Linked DNA regions of Mus musculus: region 1 is linked to region 2. Evidence: chromatin contacts called from public Hi-C data. All regions are on one chromosome and are shown on one strand. Each heading gives the region's core, a stretch centred on a gene start, on an enhancer-like site or on the middle of the called end of the contact. The rest is flanking DNA. Distances are from core to core; before and after follow the strand shown.

What was found. Hi-C and Micro-C count contacts between places; a contact is called where the count stands out from the background.
Region 1: a contact with region 2 is called in a Hi-C map of Th1 cells, with 3 times the contacts expected there. The contact joins two enhancer-like sites. A contact is called at or near these places in 1 of 39 promoter capture datasets (hippocampal neurons), 1 of 15 datasets of contacts at CTCF or cohesin (pro-B cells), 16 of 484 Hi-C or Micro-C datasets (CD4 T cells, CD8 T cells, Th1 cells and 9 more) and 9 of 115 datasets of contacts at active chromatin or transcription factors (CD8 T cells, T-cell acute lymphoblastic leukemia, Th17 cells and 5 more).

What each region holds. Positions count from the first base shown.
Region 1 is chr3:68,954,561-68,958,885 of GRCm38.p6, forward strand. All of the region lies in intron 8 of Ift80 (intraflagellar transport 80), which reads right to left. Among named protein-coding and RNA genes, the nearest start is that of Ift80, 48 kb to the right of the region's middle. Within about 2 kb of position 2,026, at least 47 of the 459 cell types and tissues checked have an H3K27ac peak or open chromatin away from gene starts, as enhancers often do. A contact at or near this core is called in CD8 T cells, Th1 cells, Th17 cells and 2 more, where this site is marked.
Region 2 is chr3:68,792,092-68,796,514 of GRCm38.p6, forward strand. No RefSeq gene overlaps it. Among named protein-coding and RNA genes, the nearest start is that of Gm35584, 33 kb to the left of the region's middle. Within about 2 kb of position 2,455, at least 72 of the 459 cell types and tissues checked have an H3K27ac peak or open chromatin away from gene starts, as enhancers often do. A contact at or near this core is called in CD8 T cells, Th1 cells, Th17 cells and 2 more, where this site is marked.

The sequences.
Region 1 (4,325 bases), core at 776-3,275, 160 kb after region 2:
CGGCTGTAAGAAAGTGCCTGCAGGTAATGAATTATTAAATTTACTTTAATTGAATGGATGAGTAAATGAATAGAAGAAAGTTCAGAGAAAATGAGAATTACAAAAAACGTTATCTTCTACACAAGCAATAGCACCCCCTACTGACACAGAAGCTACACTGCTAGCTAATTTAGCCAAAAGTACCTCGCCTCTTCGGAGTTTTCTCCTTACTTCCTATTTTGTCAAATAACTAGTATAATTCATTAACACATTCTGAATGTTTACTTAAAATTACTATGTTAATTTGAATCACATTTTTAGATATCAAAGATAAAAATAAAGTTAAACTATAAGATAAAATAAAAAAATAAATATAAAAATAAAAGATAAAAATAAAGTTTATTATAGAACCTAGAAAAATACGAAAGCAAAAAATTAAATTTTATTCCACAAGCAATTCATTTATACCATGATTTATTTTACTGATCACCCAGTAATGTTCATTTTCTTGGCATATATATTTTTGCATTTCTTGATCATTTAACTTAAAATAATGCTATCTCAGGCTGAATAAATACCTCAATGGTTAAGAACATTTGGTTTCACAACTGCTTGTAACTGTCTTGCTCCAGGGGACCCAGTATAGTGTTCTGGCCTCTGCAGGCTCCCACACACATGTGGCATACACACACATAGATACACACATATACATAAACAGCTAAAAGTAATGCTCTTTCCTGGCTTAACTTTTTGTTCTTTTATTTATTTATTTTGGTGTGCACACATGGTGCTCCCGTGGAGGGGAGAAGACAACTGAGTTGATTCTCTCCCTCTGCCATGTGGGTCTTGGGGATCCGAGTCAGGTCATCAGGATGGGCAGCAAGGACCACACCTGCTTGATATCAGCGAACATTTTATATTTTCTTGAATGCATAACAGCTGTGTCAAAGTGTCAAATTATACTTGAGAAAACCTAAAGTGGATAATGCTTCTATCCATGTGCTACAAAGGAAGGCCATTTTCACATTTTCTGGGGAGTCAAAAATGTATTGCTTTGTCAATTTTAGATGCATAAAACTTGTTACTGAAAAGATAGTATTTCGGAGTTCTGGAGTATTTCTACTTAACTTCAGACTTCTAATTGGGTTCCTTTGGTTGGGTGTTGTGTGCCTTTAATCCGAGCACACGGAGAGCAGAGCCTGGCAGAGCTCGCTCAGTCCGAGACCAGTCTAGTCAACAAGCACTACACAATGGACCCAGGCTCACTGTCTCAAAATGTTTCTGTTGATTTATCAACATTTCTTTAATTATTTTGAGCACATGGCCTCTGTGTAACAGGCTCAGTGCTGGATATCTTAGGAATGGTTTTTGTCACCTTTTTTCCCCCTAAGAATGGGCCATTGTATTCCACTTTTTAGTATGTCTTATATCTTGAGGGTTTTTTGTGTTTTGAAAACTCATTTTTTCTTTTCTTTTAAAAACTGGATATTTCAATACCACCATGTGAATAACTCTGGAAAACAGACTCCTGATTCAGTCTGTGTACTTGCCTGATAGGAACAGCAGTCACCTGCCCATTTAGAGACTTTTCCAGACTGTTAGCCCAGAGACTATTCCTCTCCTGTCTGGTAACTGAAGTCTTCACTGTGGTATTCAACAGTCAGCCAATGACCTGACATAGCCAAACAGAAAGACAACGGCTACCATCCAACCTCTGCCCAGCTGGCTGTGCCTGGGGCACTCCCGTAACACCAAAGCACCACCATCAGGAACTCTGATGTGGCCTCTCCAGTTTGTGAATCACCCACAAGCCACCATCGACAGATGCTGCCTATCTTCCCTGGTCTCCTCATGTGTGTCTGACGCTGGCTTGTATGGTATAAACGATGGATTCCTCAGGAAAAATGAGAGCCCACTAAAGCCCTTGTTCTTTATCTCTCTTCCCCTCTTTCCTAGGTTTCTTTGGGATCAGTCTACTCCCTCCTTCATCTGCCACCCCTCACTCAATTGACTGCTGGTAGCCATTTGAGGAAGGAAGGCAGGCAGGCAGGCAGGCAGGCAGGCAGGCAGACCTTTTCGGTTAAGCACAAGCTTCCTTTCACATTCTTAACGAGCTGCAGGCAATGCATTTTAGGAAAACAGAACAACTGCCAATCAGCTTCCTACTCACAGATGCTCATTCCTCATTTTGCTAGAATACTACTATGATAAACCTGAGGTATATGTTATACAAACTCAGCATGCGTGCACAGTATCTATCAACGTCAACTGCTATAGGCAGGGTTCAGAGCAGAGCTGGCAGAGTGCTTGTTAGACATGCACAAAGCCCCAGCCCCACAAAGGCTGGCCACAACCCTGGCCAGAGTTTATCCCTAAACAGGGACAAGGGAAGGGAAGGGAGGAAAACAAATGCATGGACCAAAGACAAGCTAGAAGAGGACCACCCATAGCACACTCCCGTAAGTAACTCCAGTGAACTCACTGGCTAAGCAAGACCGACCTGGGTGGATCCTTTCCTTGGTCTGTTTACACTGTCATCTGGGGTGAGTAGATGTTTGTTTTGTGTTTCTCCAGGGGAGGGGGAAAAAAAATCACACAGCAAGTACTTCCCAATCAGCACTGTAAAAGCTGCCCTGGGCCCACGGTCCGCACTAAGAGCCACAAAGCAGCAGCTTCCAGCCTCCTTCTGATCGGAAATAAGATCATGAAGAGGTGGAGCTGGGAAAGGGGATTCTTGACAACTAGGTATTCAAGACCAAGGAGCACGCTCAAGCAACCCCTACACAAAAATGACCAGAACAAGAAAGAGTCTAAGCCTAAGGTAAGATTTCACTTAAGCACATTACAATTAGGGCTCCAAGAGCCCACAGTTCTGGACTCAAAGGCCTTAGTGGGAAGCTTATTATTCCACTAAACAGACATCAAGCTGCCCCCTAAATCTTTAGACCCATCAACTGTTTTTGTGCAGCTCTGAGACCTCCTGTGAGAAGTTTCGTCATGCAGTTAATGCTGAAACTCACAACTGGTTAACTAACATGAAGAAAGTGTCTGTGGTGTGCCCAGCCACAAATGGGACAGCTGTGTAACACTCCTTTCCCCAAAGGCTCCGGACCGTTGTGAAATAGGGGACAAAAAGACTGTAAGAGCCAGAAGTTGGGGAAGACTGGAGTGCAGCAGTGTCTTCTAGTCCTTCTTGGACAACTGCATTAATGGGCACAAGGCAATTGTGGTTATCTACACAAGATAGGTCTGCAGAAGAGCAAGCCAACTGACACTCCAACCTGCATGCAGGGCTCATGGACTCCCACTTTAGCTAAGGAGCCACTTCCACCGATGCTTCTAGGCGGGGAGAGTCCATTTTCTTTGTGAATGGAGCCCCCGGAGGCTGACCACGCTGCAGAGGACAGCCGCCCAAACCCTCAGTATAGGAACAGTACAAACTGGGCTTAGTAGGCTACTTGAAAATACTTCTTAAGGGGCTTAGAGAGATGGTTCGAGCAGTTAAGAGTGCTGGTGTTAAGAGTGCTCGTTACTCTTTAGAAGACCTGAGTTCGATTTCAAGCACGTGCATAGCAGCTCACAACTGTCTGTAGGTCCACTTTCAGGACATCTGGCACCCTCACACAGACAAAACACCAATGCACATGAAATAAAAAACAAATCGTTTTTTAAAAAGTCCTTTTAAAACTTTCATAGCCAGGAGGCGGTGGTCTACACCTTTAATCCCGGAGTTCAGCAGGCAGAGGTAGGTGTATTTCTGTGAGTTCAATGCCAATCTGGTCTACACAGCTAGTTCCAGGACAACCGAGGCTACACAAAGAAGCCCCATCTCAAAAAATAAAAAAATAAATATAAGTAAATAAATAAATGTAAAAGATAAAATAAAATTTAAAATATAGAGCCCAAGAACATACCTTTTAGCAACACCCAAAGAGCGCTCATGTACACTAAATTTGGGTAACTTGATTATTGTAATGTTCAAACAAAGTATCAATCAAAATAACAAAAAGTTAGAGTAATTTATGTCATATTATGTCATATTCAATTTACATCATATTAGGGGGTTATCTTCAAGGAATTCATGGCTCTTCCCAAATAGCAAAGACGTCTCTCCTGAACCAACTCCTTGACAGCTCTCCGCACTACTCCATTATTCAGACCAACAGCCTAGGCACTCTGCTTCTCTTCTATCTCGTTTCTAATCTGTCCCCACACTGACCTCAGAGTCAAAATGACCTCTATTTCAAAATGTCCAATCTCTTATAGGTCACTTCTAAAAATCAGTAACTTACCCTTGTCCCCCCACTAGAGTCCAGACTGCTGCCCCGTGCTAAGCTCTGTCTGTG
Region 2 (4,423 bases), core at 1,205-3,704:
AACACCACCATCCCATCAGGAGAGCCTCTTTGTCTCCACAAATAGGAGATGGGGGCTGGGGGTGGGCAGGGGAGAAAAGGGAAAGGGAGAAATTTGTACTAAAGTGCCCTGTGATGCAGAGTCTACCTGAAATGCCTAAGATTCATTTGCAGGAAGCACTGTGGTCATCCTGGAGCTGGGTACTGCACAACACACCGTGGATAAATTACTTCTCCAGCCCCGTTTAAAATCTGGGAATCAGAAAGCCACTAGAACCATAATTATTGAAGTCCAGAATGACAAAAGATACTAAAAACGAGGGCACAGGAGTGTGACGAGAATGAGCAGAGGGACAGAGATTAGGTCCTACAAGGGTCCCATCGATTACACAGAGAGAAGAACAGCTCGAGAGTGGCAAATGCTGTTGGAACCACCTTGGTCAGATGGTCCACATCCACATTATCAGTGATGCACAAACAGGCATCCCAACCCCCTGACACAGTGTGGTGGGAGCTGCTTCTATTGCTGAGACTTGTTTGTTCTGTGGTACCAAGAATAGAGCCTGAGGCCTCACTGTGTTATGAGGCGAGTACTCTCCCATCAAGCTACATCTTCAGTATTTGTGTTTATTGCTTGTTTGGTTGGTTGATTTGGTTTTGGACATTGGTTCTTCCTAGATGGCTCAGACTTGACCTTGAACTCTGATCTTATAGTTTTCCCACCCCAGTTGCTGAGATTATAAGCGTATGCCATCACACATGATACCCGTAAAGGATTTTCTTGGCAAATATGTGTAAAGCTATGTATGACTATGAGGGAATGTTACACAAACCAAATGTTAGCTGAAAAGCAAAGTCTTTCAAAAGGTTCGGTGTCTTAAAAGGCAAGGCTAGAAGGAGCTGCCTAGATTAGAGAGCCTAAGAAGCAGACACATACGGCCCTTGATAGAACATGAGGGCCTAGATCTTCATCCTGGTTTAGAAAAGTGGAGTTTACAAAATCTGAAGACATCATCACTGTGGATGTCTGGTTTCGATTCTTGTACTGTGGTTACAAGGTGTTGACATTTAAAAGATTGAAAAGTATGTGGGAGTTTTGCCATCTATTTTAAAATCTGAAAGTGCTTCAAAACTAAAAATTAAAAAAGAAATATCTTCAGACCCTGATAAAATCAGGAGAAAAGAGACACCAGCGCAAACTGAATCAACAAAACGTGATTTAGAATGGCAGGAAATATTTATTCTGTCAATGAACAGGCTTTCTGCAGGCCAGTGGCTGTCATGGAAGTACGGATGCTATTATGAGATAGGAGTCTTAGGAGAATTTAGCAGTGTGCAGTTACACTGTAGAATGCTGTGTTGGAGGTCATGAGAAACTGGACCATAGAAAGAAATGAATAATAAAAACCAGTATGTAAGTCAGGTAGAGGTAACACATGCCTTTAATCCCAGCACTCAGGAGGCAGAGTCAAGTGGATCTCTGAACTCAAGGCTAACCTGGTCTACAAAGTGAATCCCAGGACAGCCAGGACTACACAGAGATACCCTGTCTCAAACAAACAAACAAACAAACAAACAAAAAAGCAAAACAAAACAAAACACCATGATGTGTTAAAGATGGCACCCAACAGCTGGAGGCCTTACAAAGCCTGAGGAAAAAGGGTCCTGTGGAAAGAATGAACCAGTGACAGAGAACAGTCAGGAAAGTGTGGTAGGTAGGGCAGAGAGGGAAGCAGGAAGCTAGAAGTTAGCCAAGGGACAGTCTGAGGCTTTAGAGCATCTGAGAGAATATGGTTAAAGATGTTTAAGTAGCTAAGGTTAGGAATACAGAGAGAGTGTGTATGGCAGGAGCTTCATCCCTGGGAAGGAGGAAGTGAGTTTCTTTGTGGATGCCTAAGCTGAGGGTCTGAGTCTCTGAGAATGAGACAGAGACGGAGCTGGAGAACACTGGGGTCACACTGAATGTAAAGAAGGAAAATGATAGTTTCTTGGAAGGCAGGAGAGGGTATTGACTTGTCAGCCAGTGTTACCTTGGCAACAAGGAGGTAGCAAGCAGAGCAGAAAGGCTGTAACCAATGATGTAAGAACTACACAGGCAGGGTCTGGGAGCTGAGCACATATGCTGGACTGGTGTTGGTGTTCTTTTCTCTTTCTCCCTCCCAGGTCACAGCTGAACCACAGTGTGCAGCCACAGCAATGGGAGAATCCTCAGGACCTCGGGATGGATTCCACTTTGCTTTACCCAAGAAAAGCTCTAATAAAAGGCCTGCATCTCAGAAAGCCCAAGCCCAGAGCCAAGGCCTATTTTGGTCTCTATTATCCAGTCTGAAGTGATTTGGTTACAGGCAATATTAACTGTTACACTCTATAGCATCTTTCCTAAACAGATTAACTCAGAGAGCTTTTCTCTCCCTCGAAATGCTGATGGAAAAGCTGTGTGCATTGGCTACAGAGTAACACTTCCTGTGAGTGGCAGCTGTGAGCACACGGAGAGAAACCAGGAAGTGGAACTAAAGTCTCTTTCCTGGGACAGTGCTTCAGACTTGGAGAGCCGATTCAATGAAGCAACCAAGCCCAGCAAAAGGGGGAATACAAGTGGCCTGAACCCAAGACAAATAATTCCACACTAGAGACAAACTTTTACCAATTAAGTGGTGCTCGAATAATTAGCCAGCACTAAGTCAAGATGCTGACCTATCTGAGGGAGTGTGTGTGCAGAGAGTGTGTCAGCATGCAGAGAGAGTGTGTCAGTATGCAGAGTGTGTCAGCATGCAGAGAGAGTCTATGAGTGTGCAATGTGTGAGGGGAGGGGCAAATGCTACAACATGAAGCATCTGTGGATAAGTAGAATTTTAATTATTTTAATAATAATAAATTATTGATAATTTTAATTATTTTCTTTCCTTTTATTGAAACAGGTTTTTTTTTCTTACCTAATATATCCTTATTATGGTTTTCCCCTCCATCAACTTCTCTTTACTTCCCCTCCCATCTAGATCCCCTCTTCTGTCTCTTATTAGAAAATTAATAGGCTTCTAAGGGATTACAATAAAACAAGAGAAAACAAAAACTGACACATCAGAATAGAGCAGAACAAACAGAAGAAAAAGAGCCCAAGAAAAAGTGCAAAAGGCAGATACAAACATAGATAACCACTTGCTTTCACACTCAGAAATCCCATAAAAACACTAAACTAGAAGTCATAATATATGTGCAAAGGACCTGTATGGTATATATGATGATTTGTATATGCTTGGCCCAGGGAGTGGCACTATTTGGAAGTGTGGCCTTGTTGGAGTAGGTGTGTCACTGTGGGTGTGGGCTTTAAGACCCTAGTCCTAGCTGCCTGGAAGTCAGTCTTCCACTAGCAGCCTTCTGATGAAGATGTAGAACTCTCTGCTCTGCCTGTACCATGCCTGAATGCTGCTATGTTCCCACTTTGGCAATAATGGACTGAACCTCTGAATCTGTAAGCCAGTCCCAATTAAATGTTGTCCTTATTATAAGAGTTGCCTTGGTCATGATGTCTGTTCACAGCAATAAAACCCTAAGACAGCATATATATGTATATATATATGTATGGGTCACACACACACACACACACACACACACACACACACACACACTCACTGGTAAATTTAGAAACAATGTAAAGCCCTGACACACATAATTAGACAAGGAACCCCTAAAGCTGCCACCGAGTTTATTTTTGTTGGCATCTCCCACTGGGCATGCTGCCTAGCTTTAAGAGTAGTTTGTTTACCCAGTGAAACGCCCTTGGCCTAAATTCAATTTTCATTTGCCAGTGGTTATCAACAGGACACTGCTTCTGGGCTAGGGATGCAGGCATGTGTCCACTTCTCCTTTCAGCTCTAGGCCCCCATCCAGTGCACACCTGTGCAGGCCCTCTGCATGCTGCCCGATTTCTGTGAGTTCATAGATACATGAATCTTTTGATGTAGAGGGCCTTGTTCTCTTGGTGGCCTTCATTCCCATGGGCTCCTAGACTCTTCCCACCTCCTGTTCCTCAGATATCTCTGATCCCTGAGGGAAGGGATCTAACGGAGACATCCCACTTAGGGGTGGGAATTCTGAGCTCTTCACTCTCTGCACACTGTCTGGCTGTGGCTCTCTGTATTTGTTCCCAACTGCTGCAGGAGGAAGCTTCTCTGATGATGGCTGAGCAAGGCACTGATCTGTGAGTGGAGCAGAATGACACTGGGAGATATTTTATTGCTACATTTTTGTTGTTGTTTAGAACAGTAGCATTTCATTTCATAGGTCCCTATGGAGTAAGGGAAACACACATACATTGCTGGTGAGGGTGTAAACTCATATAGGCACTGTGGAAATCACCGTGGTATTTTCCTCAGGAAGATGGGAATCAATCTACCTAAAGATCCAGCTATTTTACTCTAGCATAATCCCAAGGACCCTTCATCCTA